3 separate regions of the Mus musculus genome follow, and all the other regions are linked to region 1. Evidence: chromatin contacts called from public promoter capture Hi-C data. All regions are on one chromosome and are shown on one strand. The core of a region is the stretch at or near the end of the contact, and the rest is flanking DNA. Distances in the headings are between cores, read along the strand shown. Region 1 holds the start of Rasl12 (RAS-like, family 12). Region 2 holds the start of Igdcc4 (immunoglobulin superfamily, DCC subclass, member 4). Region 3 holds the start of Igdcc3 (immunoglobulin superfamily, DCC subclass, member 3).

The links. Promoter capture Hi-C pulls out the DNA fragments that hold promoters and counts their contacts. Capture Hi-C pulls out chosen DNA fragments and counts their contacts.
Region 2: a promoter capture Hi-C map of liver shows a contact between it and region 1, with 2.3 times the contacts expected there. The contact joins the promoter of Igdcc4 here to the promoter of Rasl12 in region 1. A contact is called at or near these places in 3 of 39 promoter capture datasets (fetal liver, hematopoietic stem and progenitor cells and liver) and 1 of 115 datasets of contacts at active chromatin or transcription factors (pancreatic cancer cells).
Region 3: a contact with region 1 is called in a promoter capture Hi-C map of adipose tissue. The contact joins the promoter of Igdcc3 here to the promoter of Rasl12 in region 1. A contact is called at or near these places in 2 of 39 promoter capture datasets (hematopoietic stem and progenitor cells and pre-B cells), 4 of 484 Hi-C or Micro-C datasets (embryonic stem cells and nephron progenitors) and 2 of 9 other capture datasets (adipose tissue and macrophages).

Annotation. Positions count from the first base shown.
Region 1 is chr9:65,396,647-65,400,860 of GRCm38.p6, reverse strand. It overlaps Rasl12 (RAS-like, family 12), which reads right to left and starts at 2,373. Exons shown (of 5, transcript NM_001033158.2): 1 at 2,194-2,373. The coding sequence starts at 2,296.
Region 2 is chr9:65,099,324-65,103,537 of GRCm38.p6, reverse strand. It overlaps Igdcc4 (immunoglobulin superfamily, DCC subclass, member 4), which reads right to left and starts at 2,052. Exons shown (of 20, transcript NM_020043.3): 1 at 1,940-2,052. The coding sequence starts at 2,003.
Region 3 is chr9:65,139,040-65,143,253 of GRCm38.p6, reverse strand. It overlaps Igdcc3 (immunoglobulin superfamily, DCC subclass, member 3), which reads right to left and starts at 2,100. Exons shown (of 14, transcript NM_001357257.1): 1 at 1,701-2,100. The coding sequence starts at 1,839.

The sequences.
Region 1 (4,214 bases), core at 1,124-3,623:
TGTCCCTGTCACTTTAAGGAGGCCTAACTGACCTCTGTGGTCTCTGCTGACACCAAGCTTGGCTCTCCAAACGCCCCAGGCTGCAGAGCAGAGGGATTGGCTCAGAAGGCATGGGAATAGGGTGCCAAGCCCCATTAACTGAATGCACCCCGGAATTAGTTTCTGAAATTTTCTATGAGCATGAAAGTCAGCAAGAGGCACGTCTAAGAGTATTTGTGAACAACCAAGTCCAGGGTCAAGACCATACGTCTAGTTATCCTGGGGTCTGGTGAGTCCCCCAACTCAAGGGACACATCTCCCATCCCTGGACAGGTCTCACTGATTTATTTATTTATTTATTTATTTATTTATTTATTTATTTATTTATTTATTAGTATGGGGCATTTATTCCAGCTTTGGCTACAGGCCAGAGACAGTAAGCAAGCCCAGTGGTTCTCAAACTGTGGGTCGCAACCCCTTTGGAAGTCAAATAACCCTTTCACAGAAAACACAGATATTTACATTATACTCGATAGCAGTAGCAAAATTACAGTTATGAAGTAGTAACAAAAATAATTTTATGGTTGGTGATCACGAGGAACTGTATTAAGGGGCTGCAGCATTAGGAAGGTTGAGAACCACTGGAGTACATGAAGAACGGACTGGCTATTGCCGGGAAGAGTCTGACCCCCCCCTCTCCACCCCAGGGCATGGTTTTCCAGGCAAGGTCCAGAACAGACTGTGTCCCAAGTAAACACTCTAGTCTGGGCCCTCTACACCTTGGGCTCTCAGTGGGACTTCCACACCCCTCTTGGTTAGCTCTTGAAAGTGTAAGACTTGAAAAACGTAGTTCTTTTTCCCTTGTAGCGTGCACTAACAGGATTGCTTCTGTTAAGAGCTCAGCACATAAAACCAAGGGTCAGCCAAATATATTATGCTGGACTCTCGATAGGATTAAAAATAAACGCAAGATTCTTTTGAAGGATTCCTAACACTGCCCGTTGGCAAACTACTAGCCAGGGAACACATATTCTAAACTTTCTGGCACTGAAGATGTTACCTGGTTGGTTGAGTGTTTGCTTACCACGTACGAAGCCCTGGGTTCCATCCCCAAGTTTACCAGTGCCAGGAATGGTGGTACACATTTACAAACCCAGCACTTGGAAGAGGAAGGTAGAGGATTCAGGAATACAGGGCCATCCTTGCCTTCATAACAAGTTCTGGGACAGCCTGGGCTACATGAGACTGCCTCAAAAATAAAAGAGAATTCCTTCATCCGTGTAGTCACTAGCTGACCATTGGTTGAGTCACTGGGAACAGGCTGGTTTTCAAAGGAAAACCGTGTTTTGGGTTCCACTTCTGAGCCAGGAGTGCTGACTTCAAACTTCCTCAGAGAATCTCAGAGAAAGGAAGAGAAGGAAAGTCATAGCTCACAGGCCTGGTGGCCATTCGCTGTAGGCTGGAACTGGGTAGCCAGAGGAGCCCCTTCTGGTCCCCCATCTTCAGCTGGTTGGGTCTTTAAGTGTCAGAGAGCAGGGCAAACACTCCTTTTGGGGTCTCTGTGATGACTTTTAGAAGTGATGAAGGTCTAGGATGACAGAAATTATCTTAGTAGTAGCCCAAGATCCCAGGTTTCCCAAGGACAAGGTCTTGGCACCTGGGACTACAGACTTTCTTGAAAGTCAAGAGGGGTCTGGCTTGAAACAAATACATTTGATAAGAATAGTCTGTTTCAGAGTCCCAAGGGTTGGCAGTGGAGGAGTGGCCCAAGCCTGAGAAATTCTAATCTCAAATGACTTCTACTAAGTTTCTTGGAGGGGGTGGGGTGGACAGCACAGATCAAGGAGTAGCAAAGATGCCACTGAATTCAAAGGGGACCCAGGACTGGAGACCAGCGCCAACAGGTCTCGTTAGTGTCAGCTGATGAGATTTGGCTGCTGGTCCTAGGGATGCAGATAAGTAGAGGAACTAAGAGAAACACAAAGAGAGAATTTGGGGGGGGACAGGAGTCACAGGCACCGAGAACAGAGGCAGAGGCAGGCAAGCAGCTAAAGATAACCAAAGCGATGGAGAAGCAAGGCGAGAGTGATAGCCTGCAACAGAGAAACTGAGGCAAAAAGCAGTCTTAGGGACTCACCCAACCACCGGGAGAAGCAAGCCCCTGAGAGCTGGTGGATGAAGCTGCCCTCATCCTCCGCTCTCCAAGCTACTCACCAGACTTGCCCGCTCCGCGGCGCCCAAGGATAGCCAGGTTAACTTCCAGGGGCACGCTGTGCGGCCCGCTGCCAGCTCGGGGCTTGCCGAACACCGACGACATGGCGAAGCTGCAGATGGCCACGCCGGTCTCCCGGCCCGATGGGCTGCTAGTTGCACGCCCCCAGTCACTCAGACTATGGTGTCCGCCCGCTGGAGGAGGGGCGTGGACGGGGCGTGGCCTCCATGCTCCAACTGCCTTTTAAAAGCCGCTGAGCCCCCAGCCAGAGCACCCTGCAACCAGGGTTGCACTCCTTGCCTCCTGGTGGGTCTCTGTGTCACTTTTGCTTTAGACCACAGCCAGCTCACCCTCAGCACTTTACTTCTGTGTTTTGCATGGGCGACTCCAAGTAGCATCGCTGCAGAACTCAGGCTCCTGGGACAAAGGATTTGTGCCCCTTGCTAAGACTTCATGACCTAGCCAGGTGTTTTATGCTTCTAGTCCCAGCATTTGGGAAGCTGAAGGAGGGTTGCAGCAGTGGTGCATTGGAGGCCAACCTGGGCTATTCCAGGGTAGCTTAAGTTACATGTGAGGCTGTCTCAAACCAAACATAAAACACCTCACCCACGCTCCTGTAAGTAAACCTATTTGAACTCATTGGCTCGCCAAAAATTAATCAAAAGTATGACAATTGGAAGGAAGGTAACTGGGAAGAGGAAGGGGATACGTGAGTGGTAGGGACATGAGAGGGACTATGGGGGCTGTGGCTATGACCAAAATGCATTAGATGCATGTGTGAAAATGTCACATCAAGACTCATTATTATGTATAATTGATAAATGCCACTAAAACGTAAAGCTTTCTACAGGTTTGGCTTCCAGAAATCTAATCCATCCTGGAATACTTTTTCTCCCTGACAGGAGTAAAATGTGAATGTGTCTTCTTTGTTCTGGAGTGGACAGCAGTTCTGAGCTTGGTGATGAGGTTGATGAAGTAGGGGTCATTCCCTGGGGTCTCAGATCAGGCTATGCTGGAGATAGGGCACAAGAGCTTAGTTGCTGAGATAACTTTGGGAAAATCACCCACTTCTTTGGGTTTCTTTTCTTTCTCTCTTTCTTTCTTTCTTTCTTTCTTTTTTCTTTTTTTGCAACGCAATAGCAGCAATGGACCAGCCCTTCTTTGGGTTTTGATGTCCCTGTCTATAAATACCAATGGGCAGATAAATGCAAATTTTGGGGTGTGATTTTGGCAGGCCTGAGTAAATTCTAGAACCCTGAAGGCCTGTATTCTGGAAAACACTGATGCTGGAGAGGGAAGGGCATACTAGCTCCATCCCATTCCTGGCCCATAATGGTGAGCTGTCACCCATTCACCCACTGTGAGGGGAATCCACCTGCTTCCATAGCTGTTAAGCTAATAGAAAGTCTTTGTTAGTTAGGCAGCAATTACACTGGGTGTTTGGGATCCCAGTGTAGCCTTGGGCCTTTCTCAGGGTGAGCTTTTCAGCACAGAACTATTTCCCAGGTTGACACATATCAGTTAGCAAGAACAGTTAGCCAGAATCAGAATTACAGAAGCCAGAAAAGCAGTTAGAGACTTTCCCAGAACTATGGGCTTTAATGAATCAGGTCTTTGTTCTTGTTTGGGCAGGTGGTGCTGTATATGAGCCACATTTTGTGGCCTGAATGGTACTTCCATCATGGAGTCGGTTCTGTTAAGGTCTGGGCCTGACTAAGTTCTGGGGGGTCCTGTTATACCAGTCAGAAAACAAAAGACAAAAAACATGGAAACCTGGCCAGCAGGCAGAGGGTCCAGGGTATAAACAGGATGGCAGTGTCCCTCCTAAGCAAGAAAAAAACAAAACAAAACAAAAAACATTTTTCTGGCCAGGATGTGAATTCTGACTTGGTCTAGCTGTTGAGGGATTCACAGTAAACCAGCTGTTATAACGCTTGTGAGGTACCAGAGGGATTTGTTTACATTATACCTCAGACTAGACTTGCTTGAGCAGCTGATGCATAAGGGGTTTCCTCTGAGTTGG
Region 2 (4,214 bases), core at 803-3,302, 300 kb after region 1:
TTGGCACCCCCTGCTTGATCTGGAAGACTCCTCCCTCTGCAGGGCTGGCTTTTCCTCTCTCCATCGTTTTCTTCAGAACCTTTCCAGGTCTCCCCAGGAGGAGCCTCTCTTCTGCAGTACCTTGCTAGTCCTGGCTCCTTGTCCTGACCCTATGACGGACAGTCTGGGTCTAGGGCCTTATTCACCACGTTCTGGGCATCAGGCACATGTTAACCTATAAAGAGTGCTCAGCAAATACTGTGAAAAGAAGGGAAGACCTCCACTCTGTAGGGGTGTCTGCAGACTGCAGAGGTTTACACACTCAAAGGAGGTTAAACCAGGGTAAGAATAGTAGTTGCAGTAGCCAGTCAGGTAGCAGACAGGGAGAATCCCAATGCCCGCTCCTCAGTCAGTTCACTGGGAAGAAGAGTCCAGTCTCCCAACACTCTACCCGGTGTCCCGGCCTGAAGCCTCAGAAGTATTTAATAAAGCGCGGGTGCGGTTGCCAGCCAGGATCCCGCGTTCCTGGAGCTTTGGGAAGAACAGGAGGGAGGAGGAGGAGGAGGAAGAGGAGGAGGGGAAGTGCAACTATTCCTTAATCCTTTGGGCTCCGCAAAGACAGACAAGACACCTCTCTGACATTTCCCTGGCGCCGCGTTCACCTGACAACTCCGGGCCCTCCCGCTTCTGCGGCCCAGCCCCACGCACCGAGCTTCTATGGGCTCCCAGCCGGGTTCAGGGTCTCGGAGGGAAAGGGGCGTGTCTTGCGGGGAGAGCAAGGGTCCGAGCTGTTTCCAGCACTCTCCCACCCGCTGTTTTCCTGGAGATGGGCCTGGGGTTGGCCCAGCGGAGGCTCCTTTCCACCACCCCCCGCCTCCCTCCCTGTCTCCCTCCCACGTGGCCTGGCCCAGTCTCTCTGGAAAGCCGCAGCAGCTGGAGAAAAATCCCCCTCCCCACCCCCACTGCCAAGTCCCTCCCCGACTCGCCCCGGACACATCCTTAACTCCCCCCTCGGCAGGGAAGGCAAGAAGTAATCGAACAAAGCGGGCAGCCCATCCCCCTCCAGGCCCTACCACCTAACCTCCTTTGGGCTGTCCCCCAAACGCACACCCCACTGAGAGTGAGAGGGCCGGGGGTGGTAAAAACAGCTTTGGCATACACACTTGGACACTTCGTCTCCCCCCGCCCCCAGTCCTTTCTTTGGTGTGGACAGTTGTGATCCTTACCCTTGACCCTACCCAACACTAGGACCTGGGCACTGGAGGGGGCCTTGCTGATCTCGTCCACGCTTCCCTGGTCCGCCCTTGGGGGTGGGGCAGGAGTGACACGCGTCCCATCCAGAGAGCGAGTGTTGGACGCGTTCGGCAAAGCAACTGGTTTCCTGCCCTTCCCCCAGCCCCACTCCGAACCCTGGGTTTGGGTCCACAACACCTCCACATTCCCCCAACCTCCCTAGCTGGCCCCAGGGGCCACACCCATTGGGCAAAGTTGAGTGTGGTTTTTCTCACCGCCGCCCCCATCAAGAGCAAGGACACTCCCCAAAAGCCAAGGCCAAATATTAGCTCAGTCCCATCCAGTTACACACGCACCCGACACAAATGGAGGTGTAAGTGTACACTCCCTCCCCGCCCGCTCTCTCAGGCACACTCGCGACCGCGAGACGCTTGCGGGCAGGGCAGAATCATGTCCCGCTTGCAGCCACCCGCGCGCTGGCGATGCTACCCGGCGCCTTAGGCACGCGCTGTGGACACGTTCCCCCGCAGGACACCCCCACCCCCGCAGGACACACACATGCAAACCTCACATGCACAAGGGCCACGCGCAGGGGGACACGCACGGTGCCAGGCTGTGCACAGCAAGGACACACACCCCCTGGGGGCAAGTCCCCACAGCCCCCGGCGCGCAAGCATCGCGGGCGCCGGGGACGCCCACTCGCGACTGCGGCCACCCGGGCCCTTACCGCGCGCGGACAGCAGGCAGAAGGTCAGCACCAGGAGCCCGCGGCCCGTGTCCGCCCGCGCCATAGGGCCGGGCTCGGGCCGCTGCCGCCGCGTCCGGGCGCCTGGGCCGCCGCCGGGGGAGGGCGCGCCGGGCGTCAGTGGCTCCGGGAGGCGCGGCGCCGCGGGCGGGGGCGCGGCCTCCGGGGCCGGGGCCCGAGCGGGGGCCGGCGCGGGGGCCGGGGCCGCGGCCAGCTCGCCCGCCCCTCCATCGCCATCTTGGGCTAGCGGCCCACGCGGGGGCGCCCCGCCAGTGTGGCCACCCTGCACCACAGGGGACACGCGCCCGCGCGCCACCAGCCTGCTCCTGCGGCTCACTCAGCACGCGGGAGCCTCCCGCTCCTCGGGTCACCTCAGGCTCCTTTCTGTTCATCTTTTTACCTGAGCCTCTGGATCTCTGTTCCCTAACCCTACCATGACTCTACCTTCAGGGTCGCCTCCACCTCTGTTCCAGGCTCAGTTCACTGAGACCTGTCCTTTTCCAACTCACAGCCTGACCTGAATCCTGTTTAGCCTCTCCACAGGCTGCACCAACAGACTCTCTGAGGACACTACAATTCCTTGTCCCCGCTACCTCTTCCATGCCAAGCTGAGGGATTCTCTTGGCTTCCTTCCTTCCTCCTCAGTAGCCAACCCAGTCTGTACTGTGTTCCACCTCTGTGAGGGACAACGAAGACTTGCTTACCACCATTTTACATACCTGCATACTGGGAATATTTGGGTTTGTAGTGGGGACTCCCTAAGGACAGGAGGCTTAAAGCAGCAGGTGCAGGGCCTGCTAATGGTGTTGAGCCTCCACCGGTCCACTCTCTTTTTCAGAACTGCCTCTTTTCCAACTGAGCTGGCCAGGTTAGTTGCCTCAGTGTGTCTAAAGCTGGGGGAATCAAATGTCAGGTTGGGTTGGGGAGAGAAAAACATACTAAACGTCTATTTAAAATGATGCGTTTGTGATGGGAGAGATGGCTCAGCGGTTAGAGTGCTTATTGCATTTGCAGAGGACCTAGATTTGGTTCCGGTACCCACCCAGGCGACTCACATCAGTCTGTAACTCTAGCTCCAGGAGGTCTGATACCACTGGGCTCTGTGGCATCTGCACCTACAAGCAGACACACAATTAGATACAATTTAAAATAAATAAAAATTATATATATATATCCGGATTTTGAGGCTAGAGAGGTGGCCCAGTGGCTAGAGTGCTTCCTGCCCTAACAAAGGACCTGGGTTCTGCTCCCAGCACCCATATGACAGCCATAACCATCTGTAATTCCATTTCCAATGAATCTGATGCCCTCTTCTGGGCTTTGTAGGCACTTTCCTGCACATGGTGCACATAAACTCATGCAAGTACACACATACACATAAAAAAAAATTTTTTTTTAAAGGAAAAATGCTACATTCTTCCTTTTCTTGTATCCATTGGCATCCCCATGATTTAGAATCATTTCCATTCCGGCTCACATGCTGCCAGTAAGTTCTATCCCTTTTGGGGAGGAAGAAGTTCCTGTACCCTCAAACCCATTATGTAGTCAAAGATGTCCTTGAGCCTTTGATCCTCTGGCCTCTGCCTCTGGAGTGCTGGGATGACCAGTATGCACCCCCAGGCCCTGTTAATGATAGCGGGGCTCTGAAACCAGGGCTCCTCACAGGTTAATCACATACTCAGCCAGCTGAGCCGCAGTCCCACTATGTCTGTACTTAGCAGATCTAAGGGACCCTGGCAAGGTCCTGCCTCAGCCTCGTTTTATCCCAGGGCTATCATTAGCAATTCATTCGATTACTCCTTCCTTGAAACCAAGTGATCTCCCGGTCCTCAGCCCTGGTCCACAGGGCTCTCATCTTTATAGGAGTGATGCTGAGCAGATACCTCCAGCCTGAACCTTCTCCCCAAGCTTGCATTTCCAGTTCCTGCTCAGCAGTTTACATCCTGATCTTCCCATCCCTCCTGCCACCTCCAGACTGCTGTCTTGCTTCCTAGAACCACAACATTCTTCCTGTAGCTCAGATCCAATATTTTTGAATTATTAATTATTAATGTATATGTGTGTGATTTGTGTGGGGTCAAACCTGGAGGTCAGAGGACAACTTTGGAATGTCCCCTGGGCTTTACCTGCTGAGCTGCCTCCAGGGCCTTGAGGCTCACGTCAAAATTGAAATCAAATCGTACACTCACCCTTGACCCCTCTCCACCTGCTTTTCCGTCCTCACCTCTCACCTGAATTGTTATGGCACCTCCCTGCC
Region 3 (4,214 bases), core at 851-3,350, 260 kb after region 1:
ACAAAACAGTAACAATTAAGCCTTGTGTGGGCCATTCACCTTTAATCCCAGCACTCAGGAGGCAGAGTCAGGTGGATCTCTGAGTCCCAAGCCAGTCTGATCTACAGAGGAAATTCCAGGGCAGCCAGTGCTACACAAAGAAACCCTGTCTCCAAAAAAACCCTAAAAAGCAGAATGAAATAGAAATAAATCAGGTTTCTATTTGCTGGTAAAAACCTCAGAGACTTGGTCCAGTGCCTGGTAGGGAGACCCTGTATTCAGGGTACGGGCTGTGTATGGCCTGTCCTCCTTATCCCATGCTCTGGGTGTTGTTTCTTTGGCCTTTGTTATAAGGAGAGTTGGGGAATGGTAAACATCAATTTACATTTCCCAGATTTAGCAGAAAACACTTGTGTACCTAGAATCTTCACTCCTGGGTAACCTCAGGATAAAAAAGAGCGGGAGGTGAGTGTGGGAGGGATGAGTGAATCAGGGTCCAGGCAGAAGGAATAGGCTCTCATATCCCAGAGGTGACAGCAAGTCTCTCCAGCAAGTACTTTACCAGATCAGTTATGCCTTCACTCCAAGAGAAACAAGCCCTCTTGGTCTAAAGGGGCGGGCACCGAGCCCCCACCACACATTTCCAGGGAACTAGTGACCCTGGACCCGGCTCCTCCCTCGCAGACTCAAGCCCCTCCCTGCTGGGTGAGACCTAGTGGGGTGGAGGGTCTAGGCATTGCCTTCTCTGTAGCATAAGGACAGTTTAAGACACTTGAGGATCACAGTCGTTCAAATCCTTTACATCCTTCACATATCCTAAGTCTGAGCCGCCTCTTCCCCCAATCCAACCCCGCTATAGCTATCGGGGATAAAGTTTCTCTCGGGTGCAGATGCAATATTTTGCTTTTTAGGAAGGAAGGGAAGGAAAGAATAATCCAAATGTGTGTCTGCGAAGGACTTGAGACAGCGGAGGGCTTAGATCCACATCCTTCTTTGCTGAGATGAATCTTTTACAGCCCGGGAGGAAGCGACGGGTAGCCGGGAGAACCCAGGGCAGGGACTCCTAGAGAGCTCCCTCGGGGAAGGGCGGGGCCCTGGGCAGCACCGCTGGTAGGCGCTTGCCCTGGGCGACCCTTTCCTCCAGCTCTCCCAGCCCTTGGCAGGATCGCCCACTCAGTCCACCAGGAATCTTTCCTTCCTGTTCGTCGGATACCCCCGAACCCAGTCCCAGCTCTAAACCCTGGGGGATGCCTTCTCAGCCCAGTGCAGTAGAGTCCCGGACCCCGACCCCGATCTGTCGCTTCCGGCTTCGTTCGCCTCGGGCTACTCAGGGTCCCCAGCCGAGCTCTGTGCACCCGGGCTCGCCTTCCTCTGTTGGGACTCCTCCGCTCTTTCTCCTCGGGCTTGTTTCCTCCACTCCGCACTGCCAGCTTGCCTTCCCAACTCCCGCTTTGCTCCGCTCCCAGTTCCTCTGCCCAGAATCGGCATCCTGCCCTGAACCTATCCTGAGCCCCGAAGGCGTAGAAAACCGAGCCCCGGCCCTCTCCCGGGGTTCTCCCGCCGAACCCCTGCAGTCCTTCAAACTACCGGCAGCCCTGCCGGAGTGGGTTTCCCCGTGCCCGCAGCGCGCTGTCCCGCCAGGTCCCTCCAGCACGCGCTCCTAGCGCAGGTTCCCGCAGTGTCCCGGGGTCCGCCCCTCTCGCCTGGGTCCTGAGGCTCACCCAGGCTTGGCGCAGGCAGCGGCAACAGCAGCAGCAGCAACAGCAGCGGCGGCGGCGGCGGCGGCAGCAACGGCGGCAGAAACCCGGGCCGGCGCAGCGCGGGCAGGCGGCGCGGGGACGCGGTGCGCGGCTCAGCCATCGGTCTCTCGGTCCGCTGGGCTCGGCGACGCACGGCGCTACTCAGGGGGGTGGTTGGGGTCTCACGGGCTCACAGCGTCCCGCGGGGCCGGCGCCGGAGCCGGGGCCGGGGCTCGGGCCGGGGCCGAGCCCGGGCGGCGGGAGGCTGGGGCCGCATGCCGGCCTTAGCGGGGATCGGGTATCACGGAGAGCGCCGCTTGCGCCATCTTGCACCCACCGCGGCGATCTGTCAGCCGCGCCCGGGGTGCGCGCTCCGCACTCCGCCCGCGCCCGCACCGCCCTCCTCCTCTGCCCGCCGCCCCCCTCTCCTCCCCTCCCCCAGCCCCCTCTCCCTGGAGGCCGGGTCTGGGGAACAAAAGAGCCGGCGAGCGCTTTAAGCGGCCGGACATTCCCGGCTGCGCAGCGGACGCGCCCCCTGCGCTTTGAACTGCAGCGGGAGCTGCCGCGCCGACCCGGACTGCAGTAAGGTATCCGCTCCTCGTGGTCCGTCCGGACTTGAGGATCTGGGAACGTGAAGACTGTGAGAGAGGGTCCCAGCTGCGGAAAAACACGCAAAACTGAGGTGTTTGCGTCCCCCCACTTTCTCAGCGGTGTCTCTTCCACTATACCCAACTCTGTGTTTTTAAAGACAATTCCCTTAAAACTGCTCAAAGTTGTTAGACATTCGGTATCCTCTAGGTTCCTTGTCCTATTCAAGGGATGAGTTGTGTAGCTTCAAGACTGGCTTCTCAAGGCTAAGTTAGGGCACTCCCGTAGGTGAGAAGAGCACCCCTAACATAAGAGCCCCATAGAAACCCGAGATCCCTCCCAGTTCTGCCTGCTGTCCAGCCCAGTCATTCTCACTGAGTTGGTCTGAAACCTGAAGACAACACTATATTCCCTCAACTTTGCGGATCTTTAAGAGCAAGGGTCCAGGTAAATGACCTGTAGCTGGGTCAGCACACTGGAAGGTACAGTCGCCAGCAACTTCTCTTTGCTATCGTATCTGATGTCTCACATATGGGAAGACAGCTCTTCAGAGAGACATATATGTGCTGTCCAAGTTGATGTTGAGTCTTGTCTTTTTACTACTGTATGCAGACATATGTTGGGGTCCAACTTGATGGGGGAGTCCATCAAAATTACAGAGCACCCACTTAACCCTGGTAGCAGTGTCTGTCTCTGGCAGCATTTGGAGGCAAGAGTGTAATGGCTTCTCACCTCTCCTAGCCCAGGGTGGCCTTGAATCCACTTTGTAGTAGTGGGTGATCTTGGATTGTTTAATCCTCCTGTCTCCACCTTCCAAGTTCGAGGAGTACAAGTATTTGGCACCATGCTTTCATGCAGGTAAGTAAAGAAGGCTTGGTTCAGCAGGGAAAGGAACCTGCAGCCAAGCCTGACTCACCAGCATCCCTGGAACCTACATGGTTGAAAAAGAAAATGACACCCATAGGAAATTATTCTCTGACAGCGAGCCACACTTGCACCATGGCACATGTACAAACATACACACATAGACACACACACACACACACACACACACACACACACACACACACTCACACAGAGTAAATAGATAAAATGTTCTGCAATTCTCTAATTTAAATCTAATTTAAAAAACTTTCAGAGGAGTCCAGGATAATGGCACACATCATTAATCCCAGCACTTGGGAAGCAGAGGCGGGTGGATCTCTGTGAGTTCAAGGCCATCCTGATCTACATATAGAGTTTTAGGGCAGCCAAGACTACGTAGTGAGACCCTGTCTAAAACAACACAACCAAAACAAAACAAAAAGCCAAGCAGAGGTGGCATACACCTTTAATCCCAGCACTCAGGAGGCAGAGGCAGAGGATCATTGTGAATATGAGGCCAGCCTGGTCTATAGAGCTAGTTCCAGGACAACTAGGGCTACACACAGAGAAACAATGTCTTGAACCCCCACACACACAAATAAGTAAATAAATAGATAAATAAATAACAAAACAGAAAACCTTTAGGCCTCTAGTAATCAGATGTCTGTCCATGGGCAGATCTACATTAATATGAGCCTGAGAAGATAGCCTGCAATTCTGTGAGCAGAGCAGAGACCCCAGTCTGCCATTGCCACAAAAGGACTCATTGAGGAAGGGCCAGAGTGAGGCCTCTACAGACAACAGGGAAGGTAGTACTGAAGAAGGGGCCTCCTTGCGGCCTAAAGTCCTGGAATGCCCTCCTGCAGGCCTTGAATTATCAACCACCCCTTATTGGCATGTTCTGGACTCCAGAGAGGTCAAATTGGTGTCCTGAATTGCTGTCATTTTAAATTCATCTTGACAAGTGTTTAATTCTTCTTTATCACAACCCGTGGTCTGAGAGTGATATGCAAATAATGGCTATTCTGCTGCATGCAAAATGTG